Regions from separate parts of the Rattus norvegicus genome. Here region 1 is linked to region 2. A link is a contact called in public Hi-C data. All regions are on one chromosome and are shown on one strand. Each heading gives the region's core, a stretch centred on a gene start, on an enhancer-like site or on the middle of the called end of the contact. The rest is flanking DNA. Distances are from core to core; before and after follow the strand shown.

Evidence for each region. A called contact is a pair of places that touch in the nucleus more often than the background predicts.
Region 1: a Hi-C map of liver shows a contact between it and region 2, with 1.7 times the contacts expected there. The contact joins two enhancer-like sites. A contact is called at or near these places in 2 of 12 Hi-C or Micro-C datasets (Schwann cells and liver).

Annotation. Positions count from the first base shown.
Region 1 is chr4:133,289,021-133,293,826 of GRCr8, reverse strand. The region is part of intron 1 of Foxp1 (forkhead box P1); the gene reads left to right. Among named protein-coding and RNA genes, the nearest start is that of Foxp1, 62 kb to the left of the region's middle. Within about 2 kb of position 1,541, at least 17 of the 93 cell types and tissues checked have an H3K27ac peak or open chromatin away from gene starts, as enhancers often do. A contact at or near this core is called in liver, where this site is marked.
Region 2 is chr4:133,219,438-133,224,959 of GRCr8, reverse strand. The region is part of intron 2 of Foxp1 (forkhead box P1); the gene reads left to right. Among named protein-coding and RNA genes, the nearest start is that of Foxp1, 130 kb to the left of the region's middle. Within about 2 kb of position 1,664, at least 2 of the 93 cell types and tissues checked have an H3K27ac peak or open chromatin away from gene starts, as enhancers often do. A contact at or near this core is called in liver, where this site is marked.

The DNA.
Region 1 (4,806 bases), core at 292-2,791, 69 kb before region 2:
CAACCTCACTTAGCAATTCGCCCATCCGTTTTTGCTGTCTCCTTCCACCTTTGCTGAAGCATGAATTGCCTGTGGAACCATAATGCTCATGGAAGACATTGTTAACAAGAGGGCTTTGCTTCATAAAGGAAACCGGGGCCTGGGAGCTGGAGGCCTGGCATCCCAGAAAAGGCAAATATAGAAACAAAGATCTCTCCCTCCAGATGCCCTACCTGTTAAGGAGGCACGTCTAACTTGCTATGTATGATTTTTTTTTTCCTCCAGTAATCTGTTTTTTTTTTTAAATGTTATATTTCTCGGGGAAAGAAAAATAGATTTTAAAATGTAAAAACCTGTTCTTCAATTGAGTATGCAAAAATCTCATTGCAGTATTTATTCCAAACCTGCTCTCATAATGTTCAGTCAAGGAGAAAACAGCGAAAAACAGTTGTTGATGGACTTAGCTCAGAACTGGATTAAATAAGCATTAGTCTACTGGAGCTGATTACAGGAATATGAAAATGCGGTATCTTAATGGTACATATTTTTATGTGGCAGCTCAGTTGCCTTTCATTTTGCAGCTAATATGTCTATTCTTATGAGTCATTTACTTCCTTAATTACCTTTTGCAGGCAAGGCACCATGGTATATTAATGTGAATGATTTTTACTGCCAGTTTATCATACAATGCCCCAGAAGTTGAAAGGCGTAATTGACTTGGAAGAACAGCTCGTGAAGGAAACAATATTTAGTTGACAGTTTTCCTTGTACTCTCTGTTGACGTTTATGAGTTTACACTATGCTAAAGGAGTCATAAACACAATTTTCTTTCAATAACAGCGAAGGGTAGCTTCTAAAATACATTTGTGGAAAACACATTTGTTCATTTCTTGAATAATAGGAAAATAACACATTTCCAGTGATAAGACCTCTCAGATTGCCAATTGAATTAAACCTTTGAAGGTATATTTATAACCTGTCTCCCAGCATTAGAAGAGACTAGGATTCAGTAGGGATTGAATCGGCTTAATGAATATTTAAATTATACACAGATTTGGGTAAGTCATATTTAAATCTAGGTGTTGGGGTGAGACTGATGCAGTCCTGCCAGCTTCCTGAATAAAGGGGAGGCAGGAAGAGAGCTTGGGAATTGGGAATTGTCTGGAAGATTTTTCTCTCTGAAGGGAAAGAAAGTCTGTCACTATGTTCTGGGAAAATAAAATACAAGAAGGCACAATGGGTGCAACTCCTTATAAGGTCTGGACTTCGAACAGTTAAAATAAGCCTCCAGTAGCTCTCCCTCACTCCGCAGCCTGCAAGGATGGCTTCTCCTGAACTCCACTTGGCAGGTTCTGCCTTCAGCCTGCCTCTGCAGGCCCCCGGGGCCTGCGTGGACTCTGGTTTTGGCACATCGGTTGAGAGGGAGTTAAACTTTTTCAGAGTTTTCTGGATTGTTTGCAGTTTCAGTCCTGTGCAACATAATGAAAGTTTTCTAGCCATCTGTTGTTAAGCTGGCAGTGAGCAAGGCCAGTATATCCAAACAAAGTCCTGGCCGCTGTAAACTGAACCTGTCAGCTTAGCATAGCTCTGCTGACCCTTCCAGCTCACAGGGCAGCCCTTGGTACCAGGCACTCGCTGCTGAGAGCTTTCAAAGGGGAACTATTTTGGGGGTAGGCAGCAGGGCCTGTTTACTTTCCCCTCTGTGTGCCTCTCGCTGGCTTGGACTAGTTTATACTTAATGTTTAAATGGATACTTACTTGTCTTCCCTCCTTTTTCAGAGGGAAGGACTTACTTCTCGCCAGGGGATTTCATTTTTCGGAAAGGGTGTAAATGTTGATAAATATGCGTGAGGTGGCCATGGTTCAAAAGGATATTTTATGCAAGTATTTTTGGTTTCATCATTTTTGTCTCCAGTGTTTGGGGAACAAATCATTCGGGCAAAGAAACTCCTACGTTTATTGCAGAGCTTATAGCATTTAAAACTGTTTATGGCTTTAAAAGGACTTTATTTTTTTTCTTCTGCAATTGTATTTCATCGTCATGAGTTAATGTGCAACGTTACTTCGCTAGGCAGAACTTGCACAGTGCTCCCTGCTCTATGGAAGAGCAACCTCCTGGTCTGCACTCATGTACAGTGCGTGTCTATTGCCCCAAGTAACGTAGCTTAACCCTAAAACCTTTGTGTTATTTTCTGGCACCCTTTCCCTTCTGCAGCAGTGAACTATTCTTGACTATATATGAAATATTCATATACGCATGAATCCCGTGTGTGTGCGCATGTGCATTACATTTGCATGTGGACATCTGTATGTGTACATGCACACGCAGTAACTCACATGTCTATGTGTATGTCTGTTGCATGTATGAAGACTGTTTAGTTGCCTTTGCAAACCTGTTCCTACTTGACCTTTGTGGCTTAGTGACTATGGCGTACACTTACTTCCTGTCATGCGCTGATTACATTTGCGCCTTCCATTAGAAGTCAGCCACGGGGAGCTATCGCTAAACCTTGGGTGTCCATTTCAAGCCATTAAAACATCCAGGGAATGTGGCCACCACTGTTGAATGACCACTCTAAAGGACTTCTTGGTCCTACTAACGAGAAGCAGACCCTGAGGTCACATGGCAAGAGGACAGGCAGGAGGGAGACGCACATTTATACATAACACTGGTTTAAAGGGGTGTGGCCATAACTCACAGCCAAAGAGTATGCAAGAGACAAGAAGCCATAAATGGGGGTGAGGGACACTTAACCCCTCCCTTCTAAGACAATAGAGTGCTACACTCCTGAAAAAAATATGCAATTTAAAATGTAAAATGAATGTGCTTACTTAAAAACACCATAGAGTCCTAATATGTTCAGAAGGTAACTGACCTGTAAAGTGCTCTTTCTGTTTTAATTTTTCTTACGTGTAGTGTTTTGGGTGGAAATGTCAGGAACTGGGTAATAACCTCGGTGTTTAGGATACTGCCTCTCGGAACATGACATTGTGTTTGGTTGTGTGTCCTTAGCATTATTTTTTTTAGAGGGGGCCTTCTTTAAGAGGTCACCTATTAGCTGTGTTCTTGCTGTCTTAAACTCAGCCCTTCTGCCTATTAAAATCAAACCACTATGTAAACATTCCAGTGTTGTTCTTAGTCTCCACAATGGCCACGGGGATCGGGTTTCACCTGCCTGCACATCTTCAAGCAATTAAAGCAATTAGTGAAGCCATTTCACATTCAAAGATTCAAGGTCTATGGTGACATTCAAGTCCAGCAGAAGTCTGAAAGGGGGAAAGGACGGGCCTGAAGCGTGGCTACCATTCCATGGCCCTGAGCAGACAATCTCTCTGTTAAAAATGGTAGCTTTTTAATGGTGTTATTATGAGGTTTTTAAATGACATCTCAAAAGTTGTTTATATCAAAAAAGCCCAACAGTCATTTAATTATACTAATGAAGGCCTTCTTACTTGGCAGATTTTTTTTTTTTTTTTGTAAAAAGACCTTTAATGTCCGAAGAAATGGAATGTTATTTCTTTCATCAAAGTGGAGGCAATTGCATTCTTTGTGGAGGAAAAATCTATTTTCTAATCTACAAGGGAAATTGCATTTCACTTTTATGGTAAACTTCCCTTGTTTGGGGGTAAATTACAGTCATGTGGAATATCGAAGTTGAGAAGTTCGGGGAGAAAATGTTGAAAGCAACTACCTTGTTCTTTTGTTTCCTTGGTGTCAGGGAATGACAGAGGAGACTGGCTCGTTTGATCTAGTGCGATTTAAAGCAAAGGTCCAGCCCTGAATATATGACATTCCACGGAATGGGTCAGAGGTGACTTGAGAAAAACAGCCTAGATTCTGGGATGGAATGTGCTGTTTGCTTTGCTTGTTGTGCTGGGAACTAAGTGAAACCATTTTTATTGTAACCTGGAAACTATGTTGACAACATGTCGTGTTGTTTTGAAGGAAGAATTTGTTTTGACAAAATAAATATAAACATGTTTTGACTTAAAGGGGATTCTTGTAAAAGCAGGAAAATATTTACAAACAGCGTGAATGTGTAACGTGTTTTGACTGTGAGTAAAACAGAAAAATATTTATGTTAAAAAATGTGCAAAATATTTACCCCAACGTCAAACACATGGTAAGCAAGATATACCATTGTAGACACACCCGAAGAGTTCAAAGACTGAACATGGACAGTGGTCCCCACGATTGTACTGCCGTGCTCCCAGTGCTCCCAGTGCTCCCAAGACCTGTCATCTAAAACCTCTGTCTCTGTCCCTGTTGCCAAGGGACATCGAGACTGGCCCTGGTGCGACCGTTGAGCGCCGCTGATGAATTCACACACTCCTGTCTATCAGCACTAGCCGCTGGCCAAGGCTCCCAAGGACTTTGTGGAATTTCCAACAGTGTCATCATCCTGGCTATAGCTAAAGGAACCCCCTGAATGTGCCCTCGAATCACCCTCACCAGACAGGATTCCCTAGCAAAGGCCTGTAGCATTTCCTCCTCAAGGGTCTCTATCCAGCCTGATGAAGATGATGGGACTACCGTAATCTTTATAATAGCACGGTTTCCTATGGGATGTTTTTATGAATAAAGCGAGCACATATTTGAAAGGTAGATCTCATGTGGATATTCTGACCGCTGAGGGCCTCACAGTCTCCCAGCCTTGCTCCTCATAGTTTGTCTCCAAGGCTCTTCCTCAGTTTTCCAGGAATCTTGTTGGTACAAGGCAAACTCTAAACGGATTACAGCTTGGAAAGTTGTGTTGTGCATTTTTAAACCATATTTTACTGTGAGCGTACTATGGATAGTGGGGGGGGGGGAGACAGGGAGGCAGT
Region 2 (5,522 bases), core at 415-2,914:
GCTCTTGAAAGTTGTCTTCAGAATAAATTGAGATAGATGAAATTTCCTAATCCTGGCAGGCTTACCAGCAGAGGGCAGGCGTAAAGAAGGTTTTGACACAAGGGTGTGTCAACTCAGGGTCAGAGGAGGGTGGCATGGCACAGGAGGAGGATTCCCTGAGCTTTGTTCCCAGGGCAAGATGGGACCTGCCTCCCCTGCCTCTTCGCCTGCCTGTGGCACACTCACACCACAGACCTTCTGAAAAGCTGGCTCCACTAAAGGTGGTCAGTGGCTTCATCTGGCATCAGCGAGTTTCTACGTAATTAAACCTTAAAAAAATTTTTAAAAGACTGTCATTTCCCCTAACAGCCATCGTTTCATTTCTCTTCAGTGCCCTCTTGTTGTGACGCTTCCTGCCCAGGGTTAACATGCAGATGAGCCGTAGGTGCTTGTCACTACATCTGTCACTAGGAGGGGCATGATGATGCCACTTGGTGCTGATGAACTTGACTACCCCTCCCCCATCTGAAGCATAAAGCCCATGGGAAGGGGGATTTTCTTCTGCCCTAACACGTGTATGATTTTGAGAATTTTACACACATCTATGTAATCTGTTATAACCCCATGGCAGAAGCAACACACTAATAAATTTCACATCATACTGAAGCAAGAGATTATAGTTTTATCATAAACAAGAGAGGGTAATTTATTAGTCAGTTAGATGCAGGGCTTGGAGAGATTGTAGCTGTTTCCTTTGGATGGTTTTGTTTACCTTGGTGTTTGAGGAATGCCTTCACATGTATCATGAAGGGTATTTCTTTTTATCTCTTTTTCTTTTGAGACAGTGTCTCGGTGAAGAATTTTTAAACTTTTTAAATTCATTTTGGTAACTGTTTTCTGCAGCGCACACACCCACTATAAGCTCCCTGAATGTTGACATGCCATGCCGTGTATGCATATATAAATTACTCCCTGATATGGGCATTATAAAGTGTTGCAATCAGGGAAGATGTGAATGGCAATTTGGAGACTGTGATAAAGAGAAATTTAACCTCCACTGCAACAGAGACTTTTCCCTTGGCCAAACTAATAGGCTCAGATGAGAAACAACATAATTAGTTTCACTGTCAGCATAGAGGTAACAGCGACACAAACAGTATCGATAGGCAGGCTCCCTGCTCTAGCTCCCTGCAGATGGATGATGTATTAATTTATATTTTTAAGTAAAAGCACTGCTTAAATCAAGACAGAAACGGGGTTCCTTAGAGACACATGTCCAAATCTCAGGAAAGGGACATAGCGGTTGCAATTTAGTAACTAATTGGCTGGCCCGGCTGCTGGTCTTTGGAGGAATACTATAGGGGAGTTCCTTCTGAAGAAGCAATCCATCAGACATGGTGCTGACTGGAGAAGGACCTGAAATCTCTGTCCCCTGGCTTCAGTAAAAGAAACACTTGATAGATTTTTTTTTAAAATTCTGTCATAATATTCTGGCTACTCTACTAAATTAGTTGGAAAGGGCAGGGGATATTGATGCAAGCATTGTTTGGAAGAAGACCATGAACTTGCATTAGATTTTGGCCTCTCGGACACAGTTCGTTTTTGGATCCATCCTGGTGTCCTTTAGTTGTATGCAAGCAGCTCTGGGCAAGCAGATGCTGAGAAGCACGTGGGCCAAGGCCCCGTGACCGTATCTACCTCTCTGCTGTGGCACCATTCATCAACATGTCGAATAGTGTCATGAGAGGGTGCTCCCTCTGCCTCCTCCTCTAATGCGTCTTGTCTCCAGTCCCCACTCAGAATAGGCAGTGAAGCCTTTCACTTTTCTTCTGTGTTGAAGGCTGGGCGGCTCTGCAAAAGCAAACAGAATACCCAGCTCAAGTCCTAGGTGTATTATTTGGTGGTTAGAGTTTGGTATGGGATCATAGTAATCTGTTCTTAAATGCACAGCCAGCTGCACAATGGACTCATTTAGCAACTGACAGGTTTCTTAATATGTGGTGTTTGAACAAGACTGTGTCTGTTGTGGGTGTTAGGATGTGGGCATCAAAAATATTTTTAAGTACAGTATTTATTGTTTCCTTCACTCTTCCTTAAACATCAGCCACCCTCACCCCTACCTCAGGTATCCGGTTTGTGTAATCATCAAACGCGCCCCCCCCCCGCCCTCCCCACCCTTTTTCGATTACCCAGTGTCTGCTTTGCTTTATAGAGCTGTGTCGTGAGGCATGCTTGAGTCACAGGGAAACAAAACCACTCTGCCTTTCTGGGTTTTTGTTTATTTGTTTTTGTTTTTCTGTTTTGAGACAAATTGTCATGGAACCCAAGCTGGCCTGGAACTTGTTACATAGTTGAAAATAACCGTGAACTCTTGACTCTACCTCCCAAGTACTGCTATTACAGACATGTTGATCACCAAAGCCTGGCTCCCAGTTTGCGTTACTAAAACTCAGTTTCTTCCTCCAAAAACTAGGATGGCAATTTCCATTGAAGTTACAAATGCATCAGGCCCTGGGACTGAGTAACTGAAGCTCATGCCCCCACAATAATAATCTTATTTTTTTTTTTTTTTTGAGCTGGGGACCGAACCCAGGGCCTTGTGCTTCCTAGGCAAACGCTCTACCACTGAGCCAAATCCCCAACCCCATAATCTTATTTTTTTCCTTTTTTTTTTTTTTTTTTTGGCTTTGTCTTTTTTGTCCCAGCTTTCCAAAACAACCTCACATTGGAGGTAATTAAAAATGGCAGTAACTATGATTCTCTGTTCCTGGAAGGTTTGATATTTTTATATTTTCCTCAAGGCATAGAATGTAGCAACTCTCCCTGAATGCCAGTCTCAGGGTCAAAACCCTTTTGAGGCCACCCTAGGATTCCCAGAATTAGCCCAGTTGTCCCAGGCTCAATGAGAAACACAGGTTTCTCATTGGTGGTGGAATTCCTTCCCAGCACTAGCCTCCTAGTCACTGCGCCATCTATCTGTTTGGAGAGGGCGGACTGGGCTCCAGGTGGCCACCAGGCTGTCTGCTAAGACATTTCCCTCTGTCTGGTCTAGAATCCTCTTTTCCAGTCCATCAGCCCTTCCACACACAGCTTCCCCAAGGGACCTTCCCAGCGCTCTCGGTGCTCCCTCCTGCTCTGCAGTCCCATGGTGCTCCCAGCCACCACTGTGCAATTTAGCACTTGTGTTACCATGAGCATTGCGTCAGTCCTTAATTATGCCGCGTAAGACTGGCCTCCACAGCTGGGTCCTAAGCGTCTGTAATGTTGTTGTTTGCCTGTTTGTTTATTCTTTGTTTGGAAGCTCCTGGAGACTCTTAACTGATAAACACTGACCTTTGTGGAGGAAGCCCTACTTGTCAAAGCATGCATGAGTTTTATGGGTGCCTCCTGCAGATCTTAGGCTGGAGGAAACACGTCATTTATTTCAAGCTCACCTCAGCTTTGTTCACACTCGTTAACTCTCAAATTAATTAAAAAATTTTTTTTAAATCACTGTGTGTTTCAAAATGGCTGTTTCTACTTTTTGAGGGGTGTTGGTTTGGGGAAAAACTTACTCTATTTTCATTTCCTGCTTTGGGGCTTCTGCCTACCCTTCTGGAAAGAAACACCCTGTTTCTTTAAAACTCAAGAATTCTACTGATGGAGGGGTTAGGGTGTTCAGGCAGATTCAAGGTCCTTCTCGAACCCTGGTCCTCAAAAGCCACCCTGATTCTTTATTGAATATTCATGAAAGGGTGGGGTGGCATTTATATGACCTGGAAAAAACAAAGACCATTAAAAAATTTGTTATCTGACACAAAACACTTCGGGGTGAAGAGTGGTGTGTGCTGAACCCATTTAACACCTGAATAGATGGGGAAGGCAAGGGGTGCTCTTGCATTTTCCTGTCAGATTCCTGGGGCGGGGTGGGGAAGGGATGTCTATCTCTGGCTGACCTCACTGAAGTCCAGGCGATTTCTTGATTAGAAATGTATCAATGTGCTTTCTGGTTTATAGCAACCTACATTTAATGCATCTCAAATTGAAAAGAACTTTTAAGTAAAAGTCTTGGAATGTACTGGGTTATACTTTGTTGCTTTTTAAAATTGTTTTTATTGATAAATGAATAATCATTGATTCCACTAGTCTGTTTCCTGATTATTTTCAAGAAAATAATAATTTTCAATAAAAATTTGTGGGTTGGTTTTGTTGTTTTGTTTTGTTGTTTTTTTTTAAATACACAAACCAGAAAGTTTTTTTAAGTTTAGAAATAGCATAATTGAGAAGTGATTTCCGAAGCTGCTGATACCTTGTATAGGCTAATCTGCCACTTAAATCCTGACACTAGAGCCAACAAAGTTTAGCATTATTGGTAACTTTAAAAGGGGGAAAAAACTGCCCTTCGGCTCTTGCTCTCAGCATCTAAGCAGTGAGTTGTTTCTAACCGAGGTCATCTCAAAGTGCCTGTTGAGAGGCGCTTTTGTTGTGGCTGATGTTGCATAAATAAGAAAGGAATTTCAAGAATTATTTCTTAGCAAACGTGTGGCAGCTGTCGTTCTAGAGGGGAAGTAGCGAAGAGGCACGTTGCGTGGTGAATTATTTGGAGCTCCATGTGGGGTTCCTTCCCTGCGTCAACAGGCATACTTTGTGAGGTGGCCTCTGGATCCGCAAGGGTGGCAGGGAGATGAAGGCTGGGCCCCACCACCGACGTGAAGTGAAAGTTCTCCACCGAGGCGGGTTTTCGAGGAAAGGCACAGCCTGGCGCCCCGCAAGCCTGTCTTTGGGCCGGTTCGGTAGCTCGGAGCAGCTGAGTCTGTAGGCTTGCTTGGCGGAGGGCGCATGGGGGGCCCTCCTGCTCCGCGTCCCGGAAGGTTAGCATAACTCTTTGTCAGTTTCGAAGAGGAAACAAACAAGCCCTTTCCCCAAAGCCGGCTGGGCAGCGGGGCCCAGGGCACAGAGAGAGAAGGGGGTGGGGGGAAAAGGAGATGCGCGCCCCGGCGCGGTGCCCGGCTCCGGCCCAGACGTCAGCCCGAGAGGGGTCACCGGGTTAACAGCAATTAAAGAGGAGTTGCTGGGGAGACAAAAGGCGGGCGGCGGGGCCGAGCGTCGGTTTCACCTGCCGCGCGCGGAGGGGGCCGGGGCGCGGGGCGCGGGCGGAGCCCATTGTGTGGGGCGCAGCGGCGGCGCGGGGTGTTTAGAGGCGGGTTGTGATTGGTGGAGCAAGGCGGGGCGGGTGGGCGCGGCGCGGCGCGGCAGCCCGCGAGCCCGAGCGCCCCTTGCGCGTGCAGTCCGCCTGCACCGAGGCCGCCGGACCCAGCCCGGCCCCGCGCGGGCGCCCCGAGCCGGCTGCGCGCGCCTGGCGGCTACATGGAGAGTGTCAGGTTGGTCCCGGTCCTCCTCCGTCTTTGCCCGCTTCGCTTCCTCCTCCTCGTCTTCGTCCTCCTCCTCCTCTCCCCCAACCCATCCCATCATCCCGGGCTCTGCACTGCCAGCTTCCCGGGGTTCCGGGGACCTCGGCAGGGAAGGCTGGGGTGCCCCGCAGCCTTCAACTTGACTCTCAGGTT